Regions from separate parts of the Mus musculus genome. Here all the other regions are linked to region 2. The links are chromatin contacts, called in public Hi-C maps. All regions are on one chromosome and are shown on one strand. Each heading gives the region's core, a stretch centred on a gene start, on an enhancer-like site or on the middle of the called end of the contact. The rest is flanking DNA. Distances are from core to core; before and after follow the strand shown. Region 1 holds the start of 3100003L05Rik (RIKEN cDNA 3100003L05 gene). Region 2 has its middle 3.5 kb from the start of Gm30560. Region 3 has its middle 160 kb from the start of 3100003L05Rik.

What was found. A called contact is a pair of places that touch in the nucleus more often than the background predicts.
Region 1: a Hi-C map of uterus shows a contact between it and region 2, with 4 times the contacts expected there. The contact joins the promoter of 3100003L05Rik here to the enhancer-like site in region 2. A contact is called at or near these places in 3 of 484 Hi-C or Micro-C datasets (cerebral cortex, stem cell-derived neural progenitor cells and uterus), 3 of 115 datasets of contacts at active chromatin or transcription factors (embryonic limb bud, embryonic stem cells and stem cell-derived neural progenitor cells) and 1 of 9 other capture datasets (embryonic stem cells).
Region 3: a Hi-C map of uterus shows a contact between it and region 2, with 4 times the contacts expected there. The contact joins two enhancer-like sites. A contact is called at or near these places in 7 of 484 Hi-C or Micro-C datasets (cerebellar granule neurons, cerebral cortex, myocytes and 1 more) and 3 of 115 datasets of contacts at active chromatin or transcription factors (embryonic stem cells, neural tube and stem cell-derived neural progenitor cells).

Annotation. Positions count from the first base shown.
Region 1 is chr7:124,707,033-124,711,181 of GRCm38.p6, forward strand. It overlaps 3100003L05Rik (RIKEN cDNA 3100003L05 gene), which reads right to left and starts at 1,903. Exons shown (of 4, transcript NR_045907.1): 1 at 1,732-1,903.
Region 2 is chr7:125,392,365-125,396,630 of GRCm38.p6, forward strand. No RefSeq gene overlaps it. Among named protein-coding and RNA genes, the nearest start is that of Gm30560, 3.5 kb to the right of the region's middle. Within about 2 kb of position 1,472, at least 135 of the 459 cell types and tissues checked have an H3K27ac peak or open chromatin away from gene starts, as enhancers often do. A contact at or near this core is called in cerebral cortex, embryonic limb bud and uterus, where this site is marked.
Region 3 is chr7:124,865,816-124,870,143 of GRCm38.p6, forward strand. No RefSeq gene overlaps it. Among named protein-coding and RNA genes, the nearest start is that of 3100003L05Rik, 160 kb to the left of the region's middle. Within about 2 kb of position 2,461, at least 38 of the 459 cell types and tissues checked have an H3K27ac peak or open chromatin away from gene starts, as enhancers often do. A contact at or near this core is called in uterus, where this site is marked.

The DNA of each region.
Region 1 (4,149 bases), core at 653-3,152, 680 kb before region 2:
AACCATGGTTGGTTTCTCTTTCCTCTCCTTCCATCTCCCACCCCCCCCCCCTTTTCAACCTCCTCCCTTCCTTCTTCTTTGGTTTCTTCCTCTTCTTCTCCCTCTCTTCATTTCCTCCCATGTCTTTTCCTCCCTCGGAGAGGCCAAACCTAGTCCATCTTGGGACCAGCCTCCATTTAAAAACAACAAACAACCACCACCACCACCCCAACAATAAAAACAAAAAGAGCCTGAGAACTCGACCTGCAGCTGAACCCAAGCTGCATCCAAGTTCCAGGAAGAACCAGAGGAGTTTGTCTCTGGCCCATACCCCAGTTACTCCCTAGCTACTCCCTCCCTAACAATCAAGATTAGTCTCACAGCTCCAGAAGTGCTTTCAGACAGTTTGTGTTTGTGATGGTTCATGGTTTTGCAGCAGAGCACCCACCTGTCGGCTTACAATAGTCTTTCAATTAGATGCTTTCCAGACTGGAAACTCCCTCTCTTGCTTGTCATTTCTTATAAAACCTTGTCCTGCTAAGGTCTCAGGGTTTCACCCTCCCATCCTACTGCGTCAGGGTCAGCAGTGGGATTGAATAAAAAGACTAAAGTCTTAGTTCAATTGTATCAGAATCGGCTCGTTGGTGGTCTTTTGGGGTTCACAAGTGCTTTTTAAACACCTCCTTTTCTTTGTCTTCATCCTACCTGTTCCTTCATTCCTTCCCTGTCTCTTCTTTCCTCTCTCATTCTTTTCCTCTCTTTTCCTCTCCTGTGTCTCCCTCCCACTTTCTGTCTTCCTCTGGTTTTCCTAGGGGACTTCTCTGCCTCTGTCACTTGTAAAGACAAAGACACTTTGTTACAGGTTGTGGGCTTGTTTTCCTACTTCTTAACTCAAAATGAAGTGGCAGAGGAAACCCCCTGATTTTCCTAATTTTGCACAGTCCAGTGAATGAACAAGTTGACATCTTTTCCCTACAAAAGATCATCAGAAGAAACATGTGTGTGAAAATAAGACAACTCACATATCATACATAGCAATCTCAGAATATGCTGTACTCTTGGAGAAGTTCTGGATTGCTGCTTGTAAAGGATCAAGTTCTGCTGCTATTACAGGCTCAGCCTCTGCTGAAGTCCATATGAGGAGTAACTGCAATGGTTGGCATTGTGACCGCTAGAACCAGATGGCCACGACACATCTCTTTGTGTTCCTCATGCTCAGTGTTTGTATCTGCAATGTGGATAAGGATATGTCTTACATCCTAAGGTGGTTAAGAGAAAAGAGCTCACACAGAGGAAGCGCTCAGTACAACACTTAAATTATCAGGCAAAGTTAGTCCATTCCACCATCATGTGAGCTATCACAGAAAGCATCAACGTAGCTGTTCAAACATGAGAAGTGTCCAGCACCTGCAAGATCCAGCCACTGTCCTCTAACTCTGGTCTGCCTACAGTCAAATGCTTCTGCCACCAACAGATTGTGTGATCCCCTTGAGCAAAGTCTTCAACTCTTTAAACCTGTCTCAGTTTCTTGTCTACAGTAGGAAATTCATAGTAGGAGTTACTTGTGGTGGGTGCTATGAGGGATGAGGGAAGTTATATGGACTCGCTCGGGCAAAGAATGACATGAGAGCCAATCATAAAGGCGAGCTTCCATTTGCTGTACTGTACATACTTCTGCTGCGTGCACGACATGTGGGGGACTGATGTCACCTACATTCCAGTTTTTCTTTAAGAATACCCCATCTACCTTACCTATTTCAGGATGTTCCTCTTCTCTTCAAATCAACACACCTGGGGATGATCCAGATGTCTGTTCAAAGTAGAATCTATGCTTGCCCGGTTCCCTCAGCTGCAGCACCAGCTGGGCTCTGCACAGACTCTGAGAACTGCTTGCCCCAAGGATACAGAGCAGGCAGAGTCCAGGGAGGCCGCGTAAGAGTGGAGCAAGGAATGTAGGCAAGAATCACCCCTCAGTGTCTGGCCCGCTTTCTGCCTTCCCTCAGGAGAATCATAAATCACCTCCTGTTACTCGGGGACCACGGCTGCAATACAAATTAAATTCACAGCCTGTATTTTAGATCCTATATTGTTTGGCTTAAGCTGGGATTTTTTTTTTCACTCTGATAAATAGGTCATTTTAATAACATTCCCAGCATGACAAAGAGTTGGGAGAAAAATACACATGGCTCTGCAGGTGCAGGAGTCCCCAGGCACTGGTGAAAAGCCAGCTTGGCACAGCTTTCTCCCTCCCGAGAGTGACTCACACTTACGTAGGAAGGAGTGTAGAAAAGAGTGCGTGAAGCTCAGGGCCTCAGGGGATCCAGATATCTGAGTGTGGGGAGCTTCTGGATTTATACCCACAAGGAAGGGAGGCCAGGGGGAGGCGGGGCAAGGACAACCCTGGCAAGACTTCTGCTGGCAGGTGCCACCCCTGGGGAGCGGAGCATTTGGGGCTATGCTCTACTTTCTCCCTTCTCTCAGGGGCTTCACATAGGCACTGTCACAGATAGCAGAGAGGTGGAATATCCTCTGATAGTGGGCCAAGCCTGATACAAGCATCCAAGGAGTCACTCCTCCTATTTATTTTTATTTTCTTCATTTTTTTCCTCTCTAATGACTGTGGATGTCTTTGACATTAACACATGCAGATTGGCGACTGCTCTGTACTGGTGCTCTGCAGTGGATACAGGGGCGAGTAGGACTAAAGCCACTGCACTTACAACAGCTCACAAGCTAGCAGGGAAGACCAAGGTGAGACCCAGAAAGGAGAGTTCAAAACCTGCTCACCTGGAACCCAGGTCCAGGCACTGTGCAAAGGCTCAATCAACTGCTTCATAATTATTAGACAAGTGCCCAGGGTGTGCCAAGAACTTTTGTTTCTGATGCCTGGGATAAAAATAATGAGCAGTGTGAGGGCCCTCTCTACAGCTGTGAAATGTATTCTGTAGGATAGTAGCTGTGAGCAGGGAACCAGACAATAAATAAATAAACAAAGAAGCCTAACATCTCTGCAGGTGATGACTAACAATGCAAAGGAAGCCAGGGGGACAGGAGTGGCTTATTTTGGCAGGTAGATCTATCTGGAAAAGAGTCTGCCATGAATGAGTAAGAGAATAGCTGGGAAAGAGACTTCCAAGCTGAACTCACTGCACGCGGGAGGACTGAGCTTATGGAGGCCATCCAGGAAGCAAACCCAAGAGGTGGGAGGAACCGGGTGATGGAGAGATGATGATAATGAAATCGTGCCATTTGTAGACTAGTAAAATAATTAGGGCATGGGTATTCCAATTTACTAGAAGGTCACTAAGTAGGGGACTAGTGTCTGATTTAAGTTTACAAAGAATTGTCAAGGCATTGCACGGGTGCAGACAGACAAGAAGGACAGAAGTTGAAGTAGAAAGTAGTCAAAGGTCCTAAGAAATAATGACCATTCCCACGGTGAAGATGAGCTGGGCTGAATATGGCAGTAATCTTTTTTACTTTAACCTTCAGGGGTATGGAAATGGGGCCAAGGCCAGGCTCCAGAACTGCCAATGAGTCCTGTGATCTGCCATCGTCCTGTTAAGTGGAGTAATTGCCTGAAAGTGAGCTACCTTGCAAGTAACACAACCAGTTCACCCTAGAGGTCCAAAGAGAGAAGCCAGCGACTGCTGCTCAGGAGCCTCATGGTGGACATGACCAGCAGTTAGCCTTTGAAAGAAGAGATGCAGCTGAACAGATAAGGAGAGAAGAGGAAGCATGGTGCATACACATGATAAGGCAAAGGCCTGAGGTCAGGGAAGGCGGACTTGGGATGCTGGGATGTGAGGGAGAGCTCAGTGGGGTATGAGCAAAGGGGTGCACCTGGAAGCTAGACCGTAATGGTTGTAAAGCTCTGAGCTGAAGAAATGTTGACGGAGGCATGGGATGCTTTCAGCCTTTAAGAGATGGAAGTATGCTGGTTGCTTTAGAGAAATAAACCTAGGGAGACTTGGGGGTGTTCTGCTGAAACATAGGTTTTGTGAGCTATAGATTCTGAAATTGTGGATGGGCCCAGCCTGAAAACATCTAACATTGCCCATTCTGTGTATACCTGGCCATCAAAGCAAAGGTCATATTCACTTTGAAAGAAGAGAAGGCACAAAAATAAGTTATTTGAGCTGGAAAGAGGGCTCAGCAACTAAGAGCACT
Region 2 (4,266 bases), core at 222-2,721:
GACCACTCTGAAATGTTTCTGTCACAGGAGCACAGCTTGAAAACTCTGGCTGGGACTCACACCTGCACCTTCCCACCTGGAAAGGACTGGCAACTTCTCCCTCATCCGCCCCACCCCCATCACCTCTTAGGCCAAATAGTCGTAGCCCCCACCCCACCCCTATCTGCTTTTCTAATACTCATTAGATGACTCTGGACCCCAAAACTACTTACTTTCCTCCCAAGAGAGGAGCAGCCACACCCAGGAATCAGTCTTGGCCAGCAAGGCCTCCAAGACAGCTGTTGGGCCCGGCTCTGGAAGTTTCTCCCCTGGCAACTATGTGGGTGGCTCTGAGCCAAAGAAGTCCTCGTGGCAAAACTAGCAGGAAAGAGAGGGCAAAGATTCAGGCCAGGCCTCCGGTGTCCTACCCCAGCTCTGCCCACTGGGAACCCCCAGCACCATAGAGGACCCACAGATAAGCTTGGGGAACAGAGGAAATGCTGTTTGCTAATGGAATGTGGCCAGGACAGGCAGGCCTTCCAGAGCACAGCCTTGCTGCTTGGTGCTGGCCTGGGGGTGGAGGAGATGAGACTGGAGCTAAACCTGCAAATTCCTGGAACAGGGTGGAAAGAGCGCAGCACTGAATCCGAATCCCAAGCAAATGGGTTCCCCTCACACCCTTTGTCAACACTCAAAATCATTTTCAGCCTCCAACTATAACTCTATGTTACAAGCTGTGCCTTAGGGGGAAAGGGGGGGGGGGCAGAGAGCGCAGGACTCCCAAAACTTAAAACTGTGTTTGTGGTGCTGGGGGGGGGGGGGGACGCCAGGGACTCCCACTTGGTCAACAGGTACTTTATCTACTATCCAACAACCTAGCCCAGAGCTCAGCAATGTTTTAAAGCTTTCTGGAGAGCTTAGGCACAGCTGGAGTCCGGATCCAGGGAGCCATGCACTGTCCCCTGTACACTGCGGACCCTCACCACACAGCCTCACGGAGCCGCGAAGGTTGGTCTAAGGCGCAGAAAAGCTGCCCACTACCCGAAGTCGACTGGCAGGAAATCTGAAGTTATTCAGGCCAAATCCAGAAAGAGAGGAGAGTAGGAGGGCAGAAAAGGCGGGAGCGCGAGAGCGAGCGGAAGGGTGCATGGGTAGGTGGAAGACACTGTGAAGAGATGTGCAGAGGGAATGGAGGAATGAAATCGGGAGAGGACGGGAGGGAGGGAGGGAGGGAGGGGAGAAGGAAGGGAAAGAGAAAGGGAGGGGAGCTGCACATAGGTTCGATGAAACAAAGGGAGAAAAGCCGAATAAATGAGTCACAGATGGGGTGGGAGGGAGGGAGAGGAGCGCGAGGCTCCGCGCTAGACCTGCTAGGGACTTAGGACGCCGCTGCAAGCGCGGGCTCTGGTCGCAGGCTCGCAAACCTGAGCACGCGCGCAGTCTCAACTCGTGGACGCCGCTCAGGCTCTAGCAGTCATAAGGCCTGGGTGCCCCCTAGCGGTCATATGTGGCACTGCAGCGGCGGTGTGGCGGGACCTTGCACTCTTCCCTAGGGATGTGCGCTGCACCGAGTTCCCGAAAACTCCTCCTTAAAAGCCACTTCCTTGCTCTCGCTACAAACCTTAGGACCTCCTGCCCTGGCATCCTCTGGAGAGCAGAAAGATAAGCGCTTCCTAACGCTCTTTTCTGAAAAGGCTTCCTATTCCCTTCCGTGAAAACGGATCAGTAAAGGTGGGGGGGAGAGAAAATGGTTTGAGTTAATTTAAACTGTGTCTGCCGCGGGCAGCAATCCAAGAAAGGGTTTCCTTTTTTTTTTTTTTTAAGTCCTGGTGGAAGCATCAAGGGAAGCTCTTTGCTGCAGCCCAGCGGCCAGATGGAGCCAGGTTAGTCCAATGTGGAGGCTGCGGGGAAGAAGTCTCAGGCAGCCAGGAAGCCTAGGCCTGGTGGTGCCAGAGAATCACTGGGAATGACAGTGCTCATACTCGCTTGCAAACCCAGCATTCAGAAAGCAGAAGCAGAAATAGAGCCACAAGTTCAAGGGCAGCCTGGCCTCAGGACACAGCAATACCAGACTGAGCACTTTCCCCTCCCAGGCTGTTTGCATAGGTGAGCTTATTTCATGGCCAGAATCTTTGACGTTAGTACTATGTGTCTCCGTGTCACAAGGAGGAACCAGAGACCCTCAGGAATTAAAGGCACCCAGCTAACAAGTGGGTATTAAGCTGCTGGACCTTGTAGAACTTCAGGCTTCGGCTCTGCCTCATGGACAAAGCATGTGGGAAGTGTCTGGAGGCTCTCTCCAAAGTGACCCTGCCAGTGAGTACCCCGGGATGACCCTGGCTGTGGGTGAGGCTGATGACATCACAGTCCCTCCCACCTGTCGTCTCCCTCTGTGCTCCTCCACATCAAGGGGCACAGCCTGCCACTGGCATGGAGTCCCCAGCTTCTTCATCCGTTCAGCAGAGTGTTCAGAGAGTGTCTCCTCCGTGCCAGGCTGTGCTAGAGAGCCAGGAGACCAGACCGTGGCAAACACTAACTAGTAACAACCTGTGATAAACAGATCAGCCAGCAAATGCACAGTGTGGCTGCACATTTGCATGTGACAAGATTATGTACTAAGAGATGGCCTGGCCTAGGGACACCGATGTAAAAGCTCTTATTGGAAGCCGCCTCGAACTCAGAAGTTTACAACTATGCCCCAGCTCCCCCGCCCCATCCCTGGCCCTTCTTCATACCTGGAGTCTTAGACAAGGAAGCTAGGAGAGAATGAGGACCATCCCTCAAGGCGTTTGAACTTGACCCTGGCTCTAGACGGGAGATCATAGTGACTGTACAGCTCTCTCAGTGCTCAGCGCTTGACTTTGTTTACATCCTCACCACTGATCTCTGCAGTAAGCTTTTGAGGTAGATGCTCTTGATAAACCTGTATTTCCAGGCTCTAAAACCAAGGTGAACAGCTCCGTGGGGCACCAAGATTTTAGGAGGAAAGGGTTTTGTGGCACACAGTTTCAGGGATTTCAGTCCATGGTCACCGGCTTGCTGGCACATTGTGGTGGGAACATGTGACAAAAGAGAACATCCAGGAAGCAAAAGACAGAGGCTGAAGGACTGGGAGCTCCAATATCTATTTAGAGGCCACACCCCCATGACTTACTTCATGTCACTGGGCCACCTTCTAAAATTTCCAGCACCACTCACAGGCTGGGGACCAAGCCTCCAAATCCAGCTTCCAGCATCAACAACACACATTCCCTAGATAGTAGCCAGGGAGGCAAAGAAAATGTCAGCTCAGATCACTCGCCTCTTCTGTTAGGGACCAATGGAGGCAACACAGAAATAAAAGATCGCAGACAGGCATCTCCAGAAACAATTGCTCTTTAGCCAAAACATCTGGAGGTCTGCAGCCTCTCCATAGAGGTGAGACTGTGCTCACATGATGTTGGGGGGGCGGGTATTGAGGTCTTATAGTATGGAAAATGGGGAAGGTTAGGGCTGGAAGAGTCCATCTGGGGTCAGTTCCCCAGCAGTCAGGACATGGTAGAGGGTTTGGCCTGTGGATCTCCTTATTAGATGCTTTCACAGGTGTTATCAGACAAGTCAGCTTTCCTTCGGGACCCCTCGGTCCACCTGAGGCTTGTAGGTCATTAACCTTCCACCTTCAGCAGCTCTAGACTGGGAGTGGCACATACACTGTGATGACACCATGTACCCCTGACCTGGACAGCTTTTGTTCTGTAGTCTACTCTTCAGGCATTCATGTGCACATAAGGGTGTGGATACATGCACACACATAAAGGCACGCACACACACACACACACACACACCTTTGCCTTCTGCTCTCTAATGTGTGGAAGATTTTGACCAATAGGCAGTGCCAGCAGAGTGGACAGGGATATTCTCCCCCGTCTTCCTGTCCGCTGAGCTGTGCCAATAGCAACAGAGTCCCTCTGAAGAGAGCTGTAGGGACCTCCTCCAGCTGCCACTCATACTGGGGGGTTCCAAAGGCTCCCACAGAAGTTAGAAGCAACTCAAAGAGTAACAGGAACCCTCAATTGACTGAGCCTTTTCCCACCACTCAAAGAACGGACATAGGGTAAATGAATGATAACGTGAATGAGTGAAGTGACTTATAGTCTCTACACAACTCAACTATGGACTAAGGATCATCACCCTGCCAAGCCCTTCCATAGGGTATGCTATGCTTGCAACACGAATGAACCACTAAAGAGACGTCTCAAGGGGTGTTGAGCCTCTGCCAGGTATTACCAGACAAGAGAGAATAATTCT
Region 3 (4,328 bases), core at 1,211-3,710, 530 kb before region 2:
TCCTAGATGAGAATTTGAAACCCATGCTGCTGCTACGTTCATGAATGAAAGCAAGCCATGCCCCTGCTGTTATAGTTTTTATACAAGTATATATTATTTATCCAGCATTGGCTCCCACCTTTCTCCCTGTCTCCTCTTCCCCTATTCCCTTCCCCTACTCCCTTCCCCTACCTCTCCCCCCTCCCTTCTTGCTTCTCCCCCTCTCCCCCTACTCCCTTCCCCTACCTCTCTCCCCTCCCCTCTCGCTTCTCCCCTCTCCCCACTCCCCCCCCTCTCTCTCTTCTTATTACTTTTTGTTCTTTGGACAATTTTACTTCTATTTTCATGTTACATGTATATGCATTATTTTATGTATCTGTACAAAAATCTAGGGACCATAAATGAAAGAAATCAAAGATACTTATCCTTTTAATTTTCTTATTACTATTTCCACTCTCATCCTTTTTCCTGCAAGCAACATAACTTAAGAAAAGACAGTTATTTGTCAATGAGATGGTTCATTTGTAACACTTGTTGTCAGTCCCCCTCTTCATTCTGACTTCCTTCTCCTCACTAATCAAGTCATTTTTGAAAGTTGAAATTTTACATATTTGAGAAAATGCTGTATTTGTTTTTCTGAGGCTGCTTTATTTCATTTAGCATGGTGATCACCAGTGTTAGCCATTCCCTAACACATTACACATGGCATAATGTGCTTTTCTTAATTGTCAAAGAATAACCCATTGAGCATGCACCACCCTTCCTATACTCACAAACCTGCTTGTAGGTATCTAAGCTGGTGTAAAGTCATTGTGAATAGTGTTTCAGTAAATATGGAAACTGAAAACAACACCTGAAATTGAAAAGGACAGCCTACATTCATGGATCGGTACAAATAGCACTCTAAAAATGGCCATAAAATTGACAGTGATCTACAGATTCAATATACTCCTCATCAGAATTCTGATATACATAACAGAAATGGAAAAAAAAACCCTAAAGTTTATTGCAGAGGATAAAGACTACAAAATCTAGAGCCTTTTGAGGTTCAACGTGACAATCTCAAGTGAAAATTCGACATCCTCCCCCAGTCAAGCTAAATTTCAACCTCCCCCTAATTTCTACTTTTTGCTGTAGATTTACATATAATTAGCAAGTTGTACTGGGGATGGGACCCAGTGGGGAATCTTCAGGTGCAATAAAGATACAAGGGGAGTCTGTGGCCCAAATGAGATATTTTCTGTGGACCTGCAGAGTTCTCTAACTAGAACCCTCTAGTGTCTGCAGTCTTCAAGACTACCAGGACTTAAAGGGTAGAGATGGAGAGCCTGAAGAAGCCACGGAAGCCCACTCTTGGTACCTGTTGGTTGTTATCTGCAAGCTGGAGACAAGCAAGGAACCCATCCATAGACTTCCTAACATGTCAATTAAAGCTTACAAAGCCACTAGGAGAGGGAGAAGAGCCTCTCCACTTACCAAAGCCAGCCTTTCTTTCCTTGAACACAAGACAAAATCTATATGCCTTTGGAAAAGACAGTCAAACTGTTTAGCCTCCCAAGGCTATAGCAAAAAAGAAAGAAAAATCTGTCTCTTTCACACTGTGTGAAGACTAGAGAAAGGCCATCTGTCATGGGCATATACAGGGTAAACATTCTTAACCTAAAAGCCCAAAGCCAAAAGGCTCCAATTCACATAAAATGCTATTTACTAGCATATATTCATTGAAAAAATGGGTCATTGGGCATTCTCCTTCACCTGTGTCATGTGCTTTGGTCTTCTTTACCTTTCCATCGCGTCTCTGATATTGGGTCCATCGAAGCAGTATTTTAGTCAAATTGAAAATGTCTTTATCAACAAGTACCTTTTGAATTGCTGAAGTCCTCCCCCCTTTACCTATTTCTTAATTCCCGTTGTAGGTGCGGTAAGGATTCTCCCTAAAGCAGGACTCACAGGGAGACAAAGCCCTCATCTTAGACATGCACCCATTCCCAGAGCCAGAGGAGTTGTTCAACCGTAAGCTCTGATAACAGGGTAGGCTGGTGTCCCTGCAAGCAGATGTGTGCTGTGGACAAGTGAGTTTCAGATCTGACCACAGTCTACTCTTCTGTGATGTAGCCAATGAAACAGAGCAAGCAGTGCTGGAAGTTTGAAACAGACTTCTAAAGTTTTTCTTACCACATGATAAGGGGATGAGTACAAATAAAATTCTATGTTCCCCAGTCCTTGTATTACTATGCAAAAGATTTCCATGAAGGTAACACAGAGATGTGGGCTACGACCTTGGACTGTGAAATGTTTGCCAGCTACAGTCCCTGCTGCTTTCTGCCCTGGACCTCTGACTCTTCTCCCTGGGATGCCAGCCATTTTCATTCTATCTCTGAACTGCGTGGGTGTCAGACTTCACTTCTGTCTTCAGTGTACTCTGGGCCTCCTCCAAGTTGATGCTCTGGGAAGGAAATTTTCACAGATCCCAGCTGGTGTCTGAACTCTGATTAGGAGCCAAATGACCTCAATTTTACAAGCGTTGGGTTGGCCCACACCAGCACTTCTGGCTCAGCACAAAATCGCTAATGTAGGGGGCTGGGTGGAGTTAGCAGTGTGATTTGTAAGGTCAGGAGCAGTAAGGCACCAGCTTTTATGGGATTTGGCACTCAGTCGTACTGGTTCACACGAATTGGTCTGTTGAAGGCTTTAGACAAAGGTGTCTCCTTGTTATATAGCTTTGTGTGGCAAATGTGCCACACAGAGCAGCATGGCAGAAAGAACACGCTTTAAAACAATCACATCCACCCACAGCTGTGGTATAGGCACTGGTTTGCCAAGTTCTCCCCAACCCCCTCCCAAAAAAAATACCAGAATGAACAGAGTTCAGTGTGACCCCCAGATGGGTGAGAACATTGAGACAGAATTCCAAAGAAGGCGTTAAGAAGTCAGACATCTTGGTTTTAGTAAAAGAGGAAGGACTTTTGGAGATCAGATAGCAGAAATAATTACAGAAATGGGGAGGCATGTGTTTGGTTCCAAGAGCCAAAAATAGAAATCTGATAGTGTGAGAAAGAGTCGAATCATTTTAATGAAGACAGAACACACTTACTACCCAGACTTGTCAACTATGTTATAAAAAAAACTAAAGTGGACTGTGCAATTGAATTTTATTTTTTTACATACTATTCACAGCTCAACATATTTTAACATGTAAACAAGCAGCTCGAACTTTTCCCTGACTGAATTTCAGAGTCTGACATCAACTCCAATGTTAGGAAAACATTTTCCAACCACAAGGTACCCAGTGTAACTTTAATTTTTTTTCTAATCCTATGTTTAATGATGGGTCTTAAACACCTTAACTTTCCTTGTATCCCACCACCCACAAGAAGTAGTGGGAAAGAAAGGATACAGAGGAAGTAGATCTGTTAAGAAAGGTTCTTTGGAGCAACTCTTGTCTGTGTTATCTGGAAATAGGCAGTTCAGTTCACGGGTTAGCAGGCAGCAGCAGCTTGATCCAACCATAAATATCTCATGAATATAGCAGCAGTCCAGTTTGGTAGAGTGGGGTTAGCAACAGCAGTCACATGACCTAGCAGAGACAGGCAGGCCTCAGCCTTGGCTTGAGTCAGCAAGAGGGACTCAGAGGGAGGCCAGGAGAAGTTCTTGGTTGTTCCTTTCAGCACAGCAAAGATGAACAAAGATGCAAGATCCACAAACCTTGTACAGCTAGCTGTGCCAGGAAGCCAACCTCTGTCTCCATCACTCTGTGGAGTCCTCTTTATACCCTCCAAACATCAATTGTCCTCCACGGGTCTTGCCTCATCATGTGTCTTAACCTCAGCACATGCATCCAATCATGCCTACAACTGTTTTTGGTGCATTTCTCTCTAAGGAGTCTGGACAAATGCATCTCAACTATGCAATGTAAGGCAGACCAATAAATGCATGTCCTTAGCAAAGAATCTTTTATCATGTTTCCTTCACATGCTTGCTTTAGCAGAACATCCTCTCTCCTGTGTCTGCTTCAGCGAAACCTTCCTTCACAAGTCTTCCTTAGCCTTTCACACCTGGGTCCACTTTAATGAAATGTTCCTCCACATGTTTGCCTCAGCAAAACGCCATCCAAATGACTTTTCAAAGAACCCTTAAGTTTCCAGTTCAACCTAGCTTGCTTCAGAAGCCTAGGGATGGCACTTCAGACTTTTGATATCTCTATGTGTCAACTTTTTTTCTTGCCTTTCTTTAGTTTTCGAGGTCTTAATTTTCCAGGAATAATTTTTTTCCTGAGAATTCTCACAAGGCACCCTTGTTATGCTCCTGACTTATAGAGATGCAAATCTAGAGGCCCCTGTGATTCCTTC